2 separate regions of the Macaca mulatta genome follow, and region 1 is linked to region 2. Evidence: chromatin contacts called from public Hi-C data. All regions are on one chromosome and are shown on one strand. Each heading gives the region's core, a stretch centred on a gene start, on an enhancer-like site or on the middle of the called end of the contact. The rest is flanking DNA. Distances are from core to core; before and after follow the strand shown.

Region 1 (2,700 bases), core at 25-2,524, 140 kb after region 2:
GGAATGTTATTATATGTAAAAATATACAGGGCAGTCCTAGCACATAATACACAAATGCTGGCCTTTATGGTTATAGTCTCTATAGACTCATCTTCATTTCTGGTATTGTATTTCTAGTTAAGCACATCACTCCACCAAAGCAGTTCTTCACTGCACCTTCAAAGAGAATTTTTTCAGCTGTGCCTTAACTCACACACTAGTTCAGCATCTCCATATCCCTAACAACTAGAATTTAGAACACCTGTCCCCTTCGGAGGCTACTCTTCTTCTTTGCCCTGGTATTCCTAGAGTGCATGAGCCAATATGAAGAATGCCTATACGCACAGCCCTTTAACAGTTATTTAACCCCTCTAAGACTGTCTCACCCTGTCCGATTTATGGCACTGCCAGAGGAATTTTTCTAAAACTTTAGTTATCACAACGGCACCTCTTTCCTGCCTGATTCCCCTTATTGCTACTGTGGAGGTTACAGAACTTCCGAAATCGTAGTAAAGTACGAGAGAATGCACATACTTTCTCGTCCTCCCCTCTCAGTAGTGCTTTTATGATCAGGTCCCTCTTTCCCATTTCCCTGGCTCTAGCCAAGCCGAACGCTCCGCTAAGCCCAAACATCTCCTAGTTTTTTGTCTCAAAATCTTATTCATCTGCCTTCAAAACCCTTTTTCAAAGAGTTGTCTTAAAAGTCTTCTTTAACACCCCCTGGGACTTGTTAAATCCTCCTTCAGTGTTTCCATAGCACTTTTTACACACCAGCTTTATAATCCCAAACAAAAAAGTAACAGTAGACTGCGTATTCGCTTGTGCCCCTCCTCCCCAGGCCGGGGGCTCAAGGAGCAGGGGCAGGCGGGTTGACCCCGAATCCGCAGCGTCCCGCACAATGTCTAGAATGTAATCGGTTCCCCATCAATCTGGTTGGGCGAATGAATGAACCGCCGGCTGGCTTAATCCGTTTCCCCAGGAAATGCGCCAAGAGGAGCTGGGCAGAAGACGCGGAAGCCCTACTTTCCTTGTCCAACCCCCTGCAGGGCGCGAAACAGCGGCCCTGGGCAGGGTCCCCGCAGCAAACCGCAGCCCCCAGACACACAGCAAGCTTAATAATCACTGGATGAATGAAACGCGCTGCCTCCTGGTGCCCTAGCTGTCACCCAAAGCGCCCCGCGTAGCCCGCACAGCCTTTCCGGCAGTACCTGCGGCCCCTCCCCGCCGGGCCTGCGCTTCCCGCCACCGCCGACCATTCTGCAGCTGCAGCGCCAGCAGAATTCCCCGATACGCGGCCGCTTCCGAGCGCCCCCAACTGCTTCCGGGTTCAAAAGCCTCCAATCCGAATCTCAGCGCCGCCGGGGCGCGCCAATTTAGGGGAAAGGCCCCGCCCATTCCCCGCCCCCTGAGACCTGGCGCCGGGCGCATTGAGGCCCCGCCCACTCCCCTAATGGGCGCGGGAAAGGAGCGTCTTCTGTCTGCGTAGTCTGCATCTAGGCTTTCAGGAGCATCTTCCAGGCTCGCTCCAGAGACCCCCTAGACTCCTGAATCTGAATCCGTTAGAATGGTCCAACCTTCCTCTTTAGGTGTCTACTAGAGGCAAGTTTGGATGTATGCGGCTGTCCTCAATACAGCCCCTTCCTTGTTTTTTCTTCAATTATATTTACTTAAAATATTAATCCTTTTCTCCTTCTCCCCCATCCCTCTCTCTCCCCTACTTTACGGTTATTGGCTTACACTAATTCAATCCCGATTATCTCCAAGAAGGAAATCAATGTCTGTCGGTCTCTGTCTTCGTACCGTCGTCTTATAGGTACAATTTGGACTGTTTTTTCTCTACACCCCTGATACGCAAAGTGTAGTACCTGAACCAGCAGCCTCAGCATCCTGAGGGAATTTGTTAAAAACGCCAAATCTCAGGCCCTACCCCGACTTACTGAATCAGTATCTGCATTGCAACAAGATCCCCTGGTAATTCCTATGCACATCAAAATCTGGAAGGCACAGCTCTCAACTGATGTCCTTGGGCCTCCTTCACATCCATCATGGGAAGGTCTTATTCCTCATTCCTGAGATGAGTTCTCTATTTCCTGAATCTGTGTCTTCCTTTTTCTTGATTATATATCCTCATGTTGTGGAACATAGCCGCCAATAGTTCCTTAAGGGAGGCTGCTGCCAGGTCTTTTTTCCCACAGAGCGTGCATATCTGGAACTGTTTTTATTCTGGCTGAGCACAGAGTTCTAGGTTGAAAATAATTTTCACCCGGAATATTGGAGGGCTTGCTCCACAATATTTTAGCTTCCAGAATTGCTGAGAAACTCTACGTCATTATATTTCCTTCTCCTTCACAGGTCACTAAATTTCTTGATATGTAAACCACTTTCGTTTCTGTTTTGTTTTGTCTCAAGAAGCTTTAGGATCTTTTCTTTATTCACAGTGTTCTAAGACACAATCTAGTGTCCTGGTTAGGGGTCTTTTCTCATTCCTATTGGTCAGTTTTTCAATCCTGAAACATATGTTCTTCAGTTATGGGAATTCTTCTGGTATTATTTATTTCATCATTTCTTCTACCCACCCCCTTATTATAGCTCTTCTTTTTTTGAAATTTGTTATTTAGATCGTGGACCTTCTTGGCTGATGTTTTTTCTTACCTGTCCGGCCGTATTTTCTATGTCTTCATCTTTTTATTCTACTTTCTCTGTGACTTTTTCAACTTAATT
Region 2 (2,700 bases), core at 201-2,700:
AGCTGTGTAACCACAGTGAGTAAATGTCTTTTGAAAAATTCCACTTAGTTTGGAAAAATTTTTGCCTGCTTTTCCACATTTTCTAAGAATCTAAAGATCTTGGTTAACAGTGTCCCAGGTAAGAGAAAATCGTGCTTGGATATTTCCATAGTTCTACACACTCTACCTTGATAAGAGTAATGAAAGAGGTCCTAAGAAGCTTGACTGCACTGTGATCACCACCATGGGTACTATACCAGCTCTGAAGCCCAGAACTGTCTTTGAGAATATTCAATTCTGCCTTAGAAGAAATAGAACAAAACTCACGTGTTACTAGCCTGCAAAACAGTCAGTGGAGCACATATACGTAAAAATAGAAAAGTCTGGCGAGACCAGGTCATATTTAATATTGATGAGGCGTAAAATATACAACACGCACTTAATATTCATTAATCAGTATATATTCATAACATACTAAATACACAGGAGATATTAAACGTTCACGGGTCTTAATTCTGCCACCCAGTGGTAACACTCAAAAGTGATCTCACCAAAGAAATGCAAAACCTGTATCTGCTCACCAGGCTATTAGCATGCTACTGCTGTGGCCACCATTCTTCCACTGCATCCGCCCTGCCCCTGCATCGGAATATAGCTCCTTGAACACGGGATCAGGTTTACTGAATTGTATGACCCACGCTGGGAGCTCAATAAAAGTTGCTAAACGGAAATGAAACCAATTCAGACCGTGTAGAAACCCCAGATTACATCTTTTCTTCAAACATTTAATTTCCAAGCAGTATTTTGAAAATGCGTGATAGCTAAATTCGAGTTATCCTTTTTGTATGTATGTTAGGCACACACCCGGCGATGACATACAAAGCGAGGTGACACCACCGCACTCCCGGCCCGCACGTCACCTATAAGCACAGGGGACTTTTGGTCCTGGTTTATTTCCGAAGGCTGGCACTTCTCTTCGATCTAAGTTTTAGGAACCTGTGCTCGTCAACAGCTATCAATACTTTTTATTTTCAAGGCTGATGCCTGCCAGAGTTTCACAAGCTGCTTGCTCCCGGACGCTGTGGTCTCTCGCTGGAATGGATCCGAACTCCGCGTGACGCTGGGAACGGTCAGCGCCTGTTGCCTCACGAAAACGTCTCCCACAAGCTGGCCGCCTCGCGCGAGGTCAGCGGCAGGGCAAACAGGAATGCGTGAGTGACGTGAGCTAATCGCTAATGAAAAGCTTCACACCCCGGCGGCCCTCAGAGCCAGGGAGCTCGCTCGGCTCCTCCTCCTCGAGACCCAGCCTCGGCCCGCCCACCATTCCCACGCCGCCCAATAGGCGCCGACGCGGCTCAGAGAGTGGTCGGAGGAGGAGGTGTTGGGACGGCCGTCGCTGAACGGCCGTTCACGTCAACGTAGTGACGTCACGCGTCGACGCTGGGGACGTACCTGTCGGGTTCTGACTCTTGCCGTTTCTCTTCCCCTTCCGTGGGTCAGGGCCGGTCCGGTCCGGAACTTGCAGACCCTTTCCCAGTGTTCTAGTTCGCCCGCGACCCGGAATAATGATCAAGAAGGGTGTGGTGGGTTGAAAGCCGTCCTACTTTACTCCCGAGTTAGGGCATGGATTCAGTTTTAGTCTTAAGGGGAAGTGAGGTTGAAGATTTTTATTTTTAATTTTGGGCAGAAGCAGGTTGACTCTAGGGATCTCCAGAGCGAGAGGATTTAACTTCATGTTGCTCCCGTGTTTGAAGGAGGACAATAAAAGTCCAATCTGGCAAAATTTCCGTAACCTCTGCAGTAGAAAACGTCAGGTATCTTTTAAATCGCGATAGTTTTCGTTGTGTCAGGTTTTCTTCGGTGGAGCTCCCAGGGAAGCTAGGTTTTAGGTTTGAAACAGATGCAGAATCCAAAGGCAGCGCAAAAAACAGCCACCGATTTTGCTATGTCTCTGAGCTGCGAGGTGAGTTGCATTGTATGAGCGAAGATTCGTCAGCTCTCCTGTTCACAGATTTTGGGTCAACTATGAGGCCACAGCCCTCATCTTGGTTTCTCTTATAATGTACCTACATAATGTTGAAAGGTACATCATGAATTGGGATGCAAACCCATCCTGATTAGGTGTATACCCTCAGACATTCTTTAAAATTTCACACATCTGCTTCAGGAACCGTCGAAGGACCTCTGAATAGAATGGAAGTGGGTTCCAGGAGAAGATTAACTTTAAACTTAGAGGAGTGGGTTTAACTTTCGCCTAATTTTCCCCAATTTAAAAATAATATTCATTTTTTCTATCTTTAGATGTATGTGTATGTAAAATATTTTGTGTGTGTATATATTTGTGGTTTGATCTTAAACTTGACCAGAAACTGCCTTAGAATCTCAGAAATTAGCTTTGCATGTGGTATGCTTTATTTGTATGGCATTTTAAAACTGCGGAGCACATAGAAGATAATTACATACGTATTGTGCATATTAGAAACTGAGATTTCTGTTTCCTTTGGAAAGAAATTCCTGTTCATGGCATTGAATCAACAGTGACCATACCTTTTACATAGATACGTAATTCAGAAGTTCAGTTCTACAAACGTAAACTTTTTGAGCTATGCAGTTCAGTTACTGCAGCATCATTGTGACTTGTATAATTGTTGAATCTTTCCAGAATTGCTTTTACTTTCATCTTTAAAGAGTTAATTTAGAATATTTTTTTTATGAGGTCGG

Evidence for each region. A called contact is a pair of places that touch in the nucleus more often than the background predicts.
Region 1: a contact with region 2 is called in a Hi-C map of fetal cortex germinal zone, with 2.6 times the contacts expected there. The contact joins the promoter of HPF1 here to the promoter of CLCN3 in region 2. A contact is called at or near these places in 4 of 14 Hi-C or Micro-C datasets (CD4 T cells, cortical neurons, fetal cortex germinal zone and 1 more).

What each region holds. Positions count from the first base shown.
Region 1 is chr5:178,224,137-178,226,836 of T2T-MMU8v2.0, forward strand. It overlaps HPF1 (histone PARylation factor 1), which reads right to left and starts at 1,275. Exons shown (of 8, transcript NM_001260760.2): 1 at 1,188-1,275. The coding sequence starts at 1,235.
Region 2 is chr5:178,087,177-178,089,876 of T2T-MMU8v2.0, forward strand. CLCN3 (chloride voltage-gated channel 3) reads left to right here and starts at 1,451. Exons shown (of 13, transcript XM_015139499.3): 1 at 1,451-1,942.